3 separate regions of the Mus musculus genome follow, and all the other regions are linked to region 1. The links are chromatin contacts, called in public HiChIP or PLAC-seq maps. All regions are on one chromosome and are shown on one strand. Each heading gives the region's core, a stretch centred on a gene start, on an enhancer-like site or on the middle of the called end of the contact. The rest is flanking DNA. Distances are from core to core; before and after follow the strand shown. Region 1 has its middle 9.1 kb from the start of Gm26615. Region 2 overlaps Wdtc1 (WD and tetratricopeptide repeats 1). Region 3 holds the start of Map3k6 (mitogen-activated protein kinase kinase kinase 6).

Region 1 (3,283 bases), core at 410-2,909:
CGCCAGGAGGGGAGGCAGCAGCAAGGAGGTGGGGGTTGGGAAGGAGGTAGCGTTGACAAGTTCCAATGTCTGGCTTTCCCTCCTGGAAACCCCAAGCTGGGCTGCCCCCCCTCCCTTCCTGTCTCTCTCGCTCAAGCACGTCCCTTCTAAGCCCCTCTCTGCAGACACCCCCAGTGGAACCAAGCCCAGATCTGCTGCCAAGAAGGCCGACATTTCTTAGACTTGCCACGTTAAAGGGGCCCACACAGGCACACACTCAAGTCCTCCCATCCTGTCCTCCTCCCGTGCACGTTCAGGCAACCTGAAGCACACAAAGACATATGGTTGGACACAGTGACCACCTGTGCACACGGGACATAGGAGCTCATCTGACCTCGGTTGCACAGACAAATACAAACCCAGGCATCGGCTCTCTCCCCATGTAAGCTTAGCTCACCACAGCCCCACGTGGTTTCTATCACACAGCCCGTACAGACTCATGCATACAGGCACACACAGGCCCTGCCATCCAGAGAAACAAGCGCAAACACCAAGCAGTGTCGTCGCCCCCCCCCCCCGCACAGCGCCACCAATCATCCCCACCACTGCCATCACTGCCACACTCTCCCCTAATCTCTCACACAACACAGCCAAATATATACAGACACATGCTGTTCCCCTGTGCCACCAGCCATCAATAGCCACAGACATGCTTGCGTGCCTACCCCTGGACATTTGGTCCAGCCCACACAGCTCCCCGGTATCTCCCCAGACACAGATTACCAAACCACAGCCTCACACAGCATCTCTTAAAGCAGACATCCCCACTATGCCTTGTTCATAATTACTTCATTAGTCTCCTGTTGACTGTAACAAGTTCACAGGCATGCCTGACACACCCGGACATGGCACACACATAGGCACATGTACCAACCCCCTTGAAAATGCCTGGATTCCTTGCCAATGAAACGGTACTCACGGGTTTGGGGTTACACACAATTAGACACAGCATTTCTGTGTTCATAGCCAGGATTCAAACTCAGGACATGCACAGCTTTCTCTAGTGCTTATTCAAACACACAGTAGCTCTCTGAGCTGCACAAATACACACACAGCAGAACTTGCACACTTGAACTGAGTGGTGGTGGTACGCGCCTTTAATCCCAGCACTCAGGAGGCAGAGGCAGGCAGATCTCTGAGTACACAGAGAAATCCTGTCTTGAGAAAAACAAAAGAAAAAGAAGAAAAAGGAGAAGGGGGGAGGAGGAAGAAGAGGGAGATGAAGGTGGAGGAGAAGAAAGGTGGAGAAGAAAGAAGAGAAAGAGGAGAAGGAGGAGGAAGTGGAGTATAAGAAGTGGGCAGAGGAGAATTTGCACACTTGAAGGAAATTGATTCACCCCAATACAATTCTTCAGGGTAGTGTGTGTGTGTGCATGTGTGTGTGCGCGCGCGCTCCTGCACACATGTGCATGTCCATGCTCCTACGGGGACTGACCCAGATGTCTGAACCTCATGGTCACATACTGTAGCCTCCTAGCCCCCAACTGCAGCCTTCTACCTCCCTCCCTTGGCTGGTGAGAGTAGAGAAGAGCTCAGCTCTGGTTCCCTCCCTCCACTGGCTGCCTCTCTCCCTCCCATCTGGCAGAATCAGTCAGCCCTGCCCCAGCTCAGGCTCAGGCAGCCCTGGCTGCTCTGGGCAAACTCGCGGCTGGTTGGTCTCGGCCGCCGATGCCGCCGCCGCAGCAGCAGCAGCAGTGGCGGCAGCAGCAGGGGCGAGAAGGCTTCAGGCGGCTGCCAACGTGGCAGACGGCGGGCAGGGCGGCAGGAAGGAAGCTGCGCCCACTCGCTGAGGGGCTGAATGAGCAAGTGATGCAGCTGGGCAGGGGACCTTGTGTACAGCTTGGGCTCTGGGCCCACATTGGTCCCATAATGGCTGTGTGACCTTGAGCAACTTGTTCCCCATCTCTGGTCTCGTTTCCCCCTTTAGCAAATGAACAGTCTGGACTGGACAAGTCTTTGTCTGCAATTCAACAAAGGCAACAGGAGGGACATATAGGCTCACTCTGTGGACTCCAGCTTTTTCAGCCCCCAAATAAATATTTCTCACCTTTGTACAGCTGCCTCCATTGACAAATCTTTTTCATTCTGCATTGGTAATTTGGTAATGGCATTTCATTAAAAATAAAACAGATCCAAGCCGGCATGTTGACTCATGCCTTGTAATTCCAGGATTTAGGAGGCCGAGGCAGGAGGATTGCAACGAGTTCAAGGCCCACCTTTGTTAAATAAGAAGAAAAGGGGATGCTGGAGAGATGGCTCAGAGGTCAGGAGTTCCTAGCACTAATGTGGCAGCTTACAACCACCTGTCACTCCACGTCCTGGGGAGCCCATGTTCTCTCCTAACCTTTGTGGCCACAAGACATGCATATGGTACCCAGGCATACGTGTAGGAAAACACATACACATAAAATAAATCTGTTTTAAGAAGTTAAAGGAAAGAGAGAAAAGAAAAGGCAGGTTTGGCCAGCCAGTGCCCAGCAGAGCTGAGATGAATCAGCGCTTCTGATTCAGTCTTCAGACCCAGCACTGCCTCCCTTATCTTCTCCCTGGGATCCCATGCCCTCACCAAGCACTCAGAACCATCCCCATTCCCCACTGGGCCCCCACCAGGGCCACCTGGCTCTGCCCTGGGGAGTCAGGGTGCAAAGGCCAGACAGGCTCCTACCAACATTCCAGCTGCTGCTGAGAACACAGCTGTCAGCAGGATCCAGAGAGCCAAAAAGCTGCCTCCTAAGCAGGCCCATATTGTCAGCTTCAAAGTGGAGCTGCTGTGGGCTCCTGGGCTGCCCTGGGCCTCTGGTTTTTTCATCCTGATAGCTGCAGTAGATGAGTTCCCAGGACCCTTTCGGCTTGCAGCATTGCCTAGGGAATGAGCGAGGAGAACCACGTTGCAGGGATGTGGCTGGATCTAGGCCCCCAGCCAACGGTGGGGTGCCTGATGTCTGGGAGCCTGGCTCCTGGTTTATCTGCTGGCTGAGGTGGTATCTGCATCTCTGAGGACCCGGGGATAGAGGGGCTCAGCTCTTGTTTGTGAGAGGGAGGGATAGACAGATGGACGACAGTGAGAAGGGGGGTGGGGAAGAGGCCTACATCTCCGTGGAGTGGTTAACAGGAAAGAGGAAGAAGGAGGAGGAAAAGGAAGAAGAGGAGGAGGGGAAGAAGAAGAGGAGGAGGAGGGGGGAGAGAGAGGAGGAGGAGGGGAAGGAGGGGGAGTAGGAGGGGGAGGAGGAGGCAGAGGAGGAAG
Region 2 (3,283 bases), core at 422-2,921, 210 kb after region 1:
ATGCTGCTCAGCCCGGTCTGTTATGATTCCACGAGTGGTGTGGCTGCTTTCACTGTACAGACAAACAAACAGAGGCTACTGGAGGAACCTAAGGGTATAGAGGCAGTGCCAGACCACGAGTACCCTCAAATTATGTCTCCCACGTGGCGCAACCCCTCAAACCCTGCTGTCAACTGGGATGTGTGCCCTCCTCCTGCTCAGGGCCTCAGACCTGCCAAAGAAATTGGCCTCCTTGATATCCGTGGTGGTGTTGCAGTGCCCACAGTAGCGGAACTGATAGTCGTAGCTCCGTTCCCGTAGCACCATTTCGTCTTCTGAGATGGAGTCCTTGCGACTTGTGCTTCGAAGGCGAACTGGACCACCACCACCACCAGCTGCCTTCTTCTCCTCTGGGGCCGAAAGCAAGGAGAGATGAGAAAGAGGTGAGGAAGGAGAGATGTGAGGGAGGTGGGAGGCTTCCCTTCCCTCCCCCCCCCTCAGTGTCTCCTCTACCCCTGTGCTACAGTTTCCAACCCAGACCAGGCAATGCCAGGCCATCTGCCCCCAGGTTTACTCCCAAGAACTAAGAGAAGTCCGTAGGAATTTGCATCGCTGGCGTCAGCCTGAACACTACTCATGGAATGAGCGAATCCCGTGGCTAGTTATCTGCCTCCAGTGAGATCTATCCCACATAGTTCTCATAGTTGGAGACTCTCATAGTTGGTCACCATGACCCAGCTCGTCCTACAAATCTACAGAGGCACTGGGAAGGCTTGGTGTGCCCTTTGCAGACAAGACCGGTTTGGAGGCTGTGCTGGATCCATGGCCACACAGTTCGACCTGGTAGAGCTAAGCTGAGAACTAAGGCACTGTCCTAGACACCATGCCTGCTGCCCATGGCCAGACTGAGACAAAGACAACAAACAGCACTTGCCTCTGCCCAGTGTGCTCTGCCAAGGCCCGTCTGGGGACAGGTGGGAAGGCCCAGCTAGAGCTCACACAGCCTGACTGGGCTCTACCTGGTGCCTTGAATGCTAACATTAACTTTCAACAGAGTTTCACTGGGAGATGCTGACCGTCTCCTTCTTCAGCCATGAAAAGTGAGTTTCAGGGGTCAGACTGTCTTAAGTCCATGGAGTTTCATAATCAGCATCTGAAACCAGGGCTTCTAGATCAAAGCGCCAGGGCCTTTCTGGGTAGGGAACGGACAGCTGCGTCTCCTGGGCACACACTCACCACCATCACTTTTGGAGAAAAGGGCAGCTGTGATGTCCCGGCCTAATGCGTCACATGCACTGCTGTGGGCCTGCTCTGGGAACTTCCCTTTGAAGTCATCCAGGCACTCCAGAGCCTCGGCCACATACTTCAGTTCAAAGAGGCACCGGGCCAGACGGAAGTGTGCCTTCAGGTGGCAAGGGTTTAGGGAGATGGCCTTGAGGCAGTCCCGGAGGGCATCATAGTGGTCCCCGTCCCTGAGAAGGTACAGGAACATAGCTTAGAGGTGAGAGAGGCCCTGTGGCAGATACAAGGTTCCCACCATCTTCTGTGGCTACTTCTAGGCCATCTCTGACAACCCTCAGGGTGAGGAGATAAGGAGATGAAGCCTTGGCGAAGCCCACTGCTCCCTCCCTGGGAGCAGGAGTAAGCTGAGGCTCAAGCCAGGAGCCTGAGGCTTGGCGAGTAAAGAGCAGTGTCGGGCTGCCCTCTGCTGGGCGTAGGCTGCAACTGTGCACTGTTCACCTCAGGCACCCGCAGCTCTGCAGCAGAAGGCCTGGCATCCTGCCCACCGCAGACTCCCCAAGCCCTCCTTCTCTTTTCCTTCATCCACCTCCTCAAATCCCCCTGCTGGTCTTCAAAGCTATGTCCAAGGCAGGGGGCCCTCAAGGACAGTTCTGTGGCCTGGAGAAGCCAGAAGTGTTAGGCCAGGGACTCAGGGTCTGACCAGCATGCCCTCAGCCAGACCCCCCTCTGTCCTGGCTGACTGATCTGCAGCAGCTGTGGCCTCCACCTCCTGGGGCTGGAGGATGGGGCCTGACTGTCTGGCAAAGTCAGCTCTCTGGAAGCTGATGGTGAGGGGGCTGTGCACACCAGGAGCTCCAAATCCTCTCTACTCTTTTCTCCAATGGACAAGTATGGATAAAGGGGAGTGTAGGCTTTCTGTTGGAGGGGTAGAGGGAGACGCCCTCTTTTCCAGGCCCACCTCCCTGTTGCCAGAAACCCAATTTGGTTTCTCATCTGTACAGCCAAGCAGCAATGAGAGTCACTTTCCCCTTTAGAAACCTGTAAATGTTTGTATTTTCAATGCTGGGGATTGAACCTCCCCGCTTCCTACTGGGCTGGGGTGGGTCTACTATGCTTACAGCAAGCAGCACTCACTAATGCCAAGGGTCCCTTCACCAAGGGCACAGGTCACAGGTGTCTCCTGACCTCTCTCGCCATACAGTCAGGAGGAGCACCCAGCCCTTGGAGTAGCCACTTAAGACTCTAACCGACAGCTAAGCAATGTGGGGCAGGCAGGAAGCAGAGCTGCTTTGATGGTGTGCTCTGCGTCAGAACGAGTGCCTATGACGAAGGAGCAGGCGCTGTTTGGAAACCCAGTTACTGCCTGCAAGGTGCCCCTTTCTGAGCTCCTAGCAAGAGCCAGACCAGAGACCAGCCAGGAACCAGAGGGTGGTCTGTTTCCAGGAGCAGATGGTAGCCCTGGGGAGGCTGGCCTGGGACAGAACGTGACATTCTAGGGGTCACTGGCAGGCATGTGGGGATGGGGAAAAAAAAAGAGCAGGCTGGCCCCAGGGCTCACCCATCCTAGATGTACTGCCAGATCAATCTCCCTGAAAAGACAGCCCTCTGCACGTCCTCGCTCAAAGCTCTCCAGTAGCTGCCCATCACACACTGAATCAAGGCCAAATGCCACCCTCTGCATTCCAAGCCCTTTCCAGGCAAGCCCCAGGCTACCTCACAGACTCATCCCCTGCCAGTCCTTTCCAGAACCCTCTGCTCCAGCCAAATGGATTTGCTGTTCTGAGGCAGGCTCTTCAGTCAGTCCCCCGCCCCCACGCCTTTGTTCACACCATTTCCTCTCCCTGCAGTGTCCTTCCCCACAGTCCTCTCCTCCCCCTCATCTCCTTGTCTGAGCTGCCCACATTTAGAGCCCATTCAGACACGACATCTTTCTGAGGCTTCCCTGATCCTGAGCTGAGGTGACTCAACTCTTCTTGGTAACCCACAGCACTATACCTGACCATTTCCAAGACTTACTGCTTCCTGCATCTTTCCTATTTCATGCCGAACTATGCCAGAGAGT
Region 3 (3,283 bases), core at 258-2,757, 150 kb after region 1:
ACTCAGGAGAAAACCTATAGAAAACAGGGCAGGGACACAAGCTTCAGTTCCATTCAAGGAAGAACTTCTAATCAGGAAGACGAATGGGTAGGACTTCTCCGGGCTTCAGATCCTAGAAGGATGCAAGAAATGCTAGGGGGCAGTGAGGTGAGAGATTCAACCACCCACTCGCAATCCTCCTGGGCCCCCAAGCCCAAAGTGGATGCATCTGAGGACAGCTTTCTCTCACTCTTTGTTTGCTGTTTGGTTGGTTGGTTGATTTTATGAGACAGGGTTTCACTCAGCAGCCCTGGCTGTCCTGGAAACTCTGTAGACCAGGTTGGCCTTGAACTCAGAGATTCACCTGCCTCTGCCTCCTGAGTGCTGGGCTTAAAGACATGTGCCACCACCACTTGGTTCCCATTTGTTTCTTGTAAGTGTGTTTTCTACCCAAACCTCTGTAATGGGCCACATTCTCCCTTTCTATTGCTCGTCTATCCCATTGGTTCAAACCTAGGAAGATATATTTTTTTCCTTCCATGAGACAAGAAGGCTGTGAAACAGAGGCTTCCTACCGTTTGTTGAAAGGTCCATTTGTCCAAAGCCCCAACATATTATTTTTATAAAGTTTTAGTTTTATTTCATGTGCATCTTTTGCCTGTAATTATATATGTGCACCATGTATGTGCTGGGCGCCTATGCAGGTCAGGAGAGTGCCAGGACTCCCCTGGGCCTACAGTTACAGATGATGGTGAGCCACCATGTGGGTGCTGGGAACCAAACCAGGGCCCTCTGAAAGAGCAGCAAGTGGTCTTTACAGCTGTGCTGTCTCTCATGCCCAAGCCCTACCATAATAAACGATTATGAAACATGGCCCTAACCTCAGAGTCTCAAAGTCTCATTTCTAAGTTCAGGGCCCTCTAAGGTTTATAGCAACTTAGATTCATACTATGATGTTAAAGCTTCTTGGTGAATTTGAAGCCGGGATAACCTTGTAACCCAAAAAGCGGAGACTTCTGGAGTTCCTTCAAAGGGTAGATAGGAAGTTTACCGTAGAAGTGCTTTTCAGCTCCATGGTCAAGTTTCGGGTGGACCAATAAGGTCCACAAGGTTTCACTGCAAGAGAGGCTCTGAGGAAAGCGCTTGTCAACATTCTGACCCCTACCAGCAGGAACATTACATGTGCCGCCTACACAATGTTTTGCTCCCCCGTCCTTCCCCCGCCCAGTGTCCATTCATTTACCAGGTCCCTGCAGGGCGGGGCTGTCCTGTTTCCTATCCCTGGGCTGGGCACACGTCTTACGAGCGCTTGCAGTAAGCAGTCAACAGTGTTTGGCCCGAATAGGGGCACAGGCTGTTCCGGAAGTGGACAGTGTCAGAGGTTCTAGCCGGAGAGGAGGGAGGGAGAGCCGCTGGGGAGCCTCATTGCCCCAGGGCCGAGGGTGGAGCCTTTCCCAGTCGGGAAAGGGCTGGGCCCAGCCTACATGTGAGGGCAGGACAGAGTGACTGCCAGCGCTCCCTTGAGAAGTCTGGGTGTAGCACGCTGCCGGTTGACTTCCCAGGACTCTTCTGTGACCTGTGAGCCGAGGATTACTGGGTACCCCAGATTCCCAGAACCCAGTCCTGGATTGCAGATCTGTAAGGACCGTGAAAGATTGAGCAAAGAAGTCTTTCTGGACTTAAGAGTTCCGGAACAGGACGTCCAGCCCATCTCCGGATCCCGACTGGATCCACACCTTCAGCCTCGTGCCCTGTCCCGGGTTCCCCGCGCCCGGGGCCCCGCGCTTGAGCGCCCCCGCATGGCGGGGCCATGTCCTGGGGCCGGGGTTCTAGAACGGGCGGGCAGCTGCTGGCAGGACCCGCTGGCGGAGGCGCTGAGCCGGGGCCGCTCGTCTCCTGCGGTCACGGGTCGGGGCTGCGCGCGGAGCCGGCCTCTCAGTGTGGTCTACGTGCTGACCCGGGAGCCGGGGCTCGGGGTGGAGCCCGGGTCGGGAACCGAGGCAGAGCCGCTGCCGTTGCGATGCCTGCGCGAGGCCTGCGCTCAGCTCCAGGGCACACGGCCACCCCCGCAGCTACGCAGCCTACCCTTTGCGACGCTGGCGCTAGGCGACACCGCTGCGCTGGACTCCTTCTACAACGCGGGTGAGCGTCTCGGGGCGGGGCTTGAGTCTGGGCGGGGCAAGGGGCGGAGCTTTAGAACCCTGACGGGGCGGGTGTGGGTACCAGGTCTAGGGAATTTACGGTAAACTAAAGCCGAACTTGAGACAAGGCAGTAACGACAGGGCATTTAGTGGATTATGGATGTGATGGGCTTGAGGCTGGATCTGGGGATTCAGGCCTGGCTCCGGAGTTTAAGTATCTTTCGGTGAGCGTGGTGCCAAGCAGGTGGGGCGGAGCAGGCGAACTCTAAGGGCGGGGCTGGGGAGGGGCGGGGCTGAGGGAGGGGCAGAGCTGCGCTTCCCTGCGTAAGCGGGAGAACTCTTTTTCAGGATGATCTCACGTTGGACTTTTGAGGGTGAATCAGGCCTGAGACGGAAGTTCGGTCTATGGCAAGGGGCCATCTCTGCAGGATTGGGGTTGATAAGTCCTAGCATACTACATCCCACATGGGACTAAAGGGGCGGGAAAGGAAGTACTGAGGCAACTCTTCGGGACTGGATTATAGGAGAAAGGGATTGTATTTGGAGACTAGGAGTCGAAAGAAAATGGGTGGGGCAGGGGTGGGTCTAGAGGAGATACAGGGAGTCCAAGGGTGAGGTCGGAAGATAGCTATTCCTCTCTTTCCCACCTACCGGATGCTCCACCTCATCCCTATTTGTTTATCTCCGAGTCAGAGAGCCTTGTATCCTGGACATCTGCTAAATTGTAGCTTAAAAATGAAGGCTGACCCGGTCAGACCACAGATAAAGTGGAATCATCTGCGTTGACTCATACAGTCCCTCCCTTGCGGACATTGTCACTTAAAGATGGCTGGATACAGTAAGCTACACAAACACACATAAAAGCACGACGTTGTCTTCACACACGATGATGCAGATCACCCTCAGGACCCTGGCTTCAAGACTGGAGAGATGGCGCTGAGGTTAAGAGCACTTGCTGCTCTTCCCGAGGACCCGAGGTTCCCAGCATGCACACGGGGTGTGCATGCTCACAACCACCTGTAACTTTATCTCCAGAGGATCCTGATGCCGCTTTCTATCATACACTCACACCAACACACACATACATATAAATAAAACAAGAGAGAGAGGAGAGAGAGAGAGACAGAGAAAGAGAGAGAGAATGGGACTTCTTTTTGCAAAGT

Evidence for each region. HiChIP or PLAC-seq counts read pairs in DNA pulled down with a chosen protein or histone mark.
Region 2: a contact with region 1 is called in an H3K27ac HiChIP or PLAC-seq map of double positive thymocytes, with 2.6 times the contacts expected there. The contact joins two enhancer-like sites. A contact is called at or near these places in 2 of 39 promoter capture datasets (hippocampal neurons and pre-B cells), 7 of 484 Hi-C or Micro-C datasets (cerebellar granule neurons, cerebellum, cerebral cortex and 2 more) and 16 of 115 datasets of contacts at active chromatin or transcription factors (T-cell acute lymphoblastic leukemia, VIP interneurons, astrocytes and 9 more).
Region 3: an H3K4me3 HiChIP or PLAC-seq map of bone marrow-derived macrophages shows a contact between it and region 1, with 4 times the contacts expected there. The contact joins the promoter of Map3k6 here to the enhancer-like site in region 1. A contact is called at or near these places in 4 of 39 promoter capture datasets (3T3-L1-derived adipocytes, cranial neural crest, hippocampal neurons and 1 more), 3 of 115 datasets of contacts at active chromatin or transcription factors (bone marrow-derived macrophages, embryonic forebrain and embryonic stem cells) and 3 of 9 other capture datasets (adipose tissue, liver and pancreatic islet).

What each region holds. Positions count from the first base shown.
Region 1 is chr4:133,090,907-133,094,189 of GRCm38.p6, forward strand. No RefSeq gene overlaps it. Among named protein-coding and RNA genes, the nearest start is that of Gm26615, 9.1 kb to the left of the region's middle. Within about 2 kb of position 1,660, at least 183 of the 459 cell types and tissues checked have an H3K27ac peak or open chromatin away from gene starts, as enhancers often do. A contact at or near this core is called in T-cell acute lymphoblastic leukemia, VIP interneurons, astrocytes and 12 more, where this site is marked.
Region 2 is chr4:133,296,205-133,299,487 of GRCm38.p6, forward strand. It overlaps Wdtc1 (WD and tetratricopeptide repeats 1), which reads right to left. Exons shown (of 16, transcript NM_199306.4): 13 at 1,216-1,451; 14 at 212-389. Among named protein-coding and RNA genes, the nearest start is that of Tmem222, 20 kb to the left of the region's middle. Within about 2 kb of position 1,672, at least 95 of the 459 cell types and tissues checked have an H3K27ac peak or open chromatin away from gene starts, as enhancers often do. A contact at or near this core is called in T-cell acute lymphoblastic leukemia, VIP interneurons, astrocytes and 7 more, where this site is marked.
Region 3 is chr4:133,239,311-133,242,593 of GRCm38.p6, forward strand. It overlaps Map3k6 (mitogen-activated protein kinase kinase kinase 6), which reads left to right and starts at 1,508. Exons shown (of 29, transcript NM_016693.5): 1 at 1,508-2,121. The coding sequence starts at 1,779.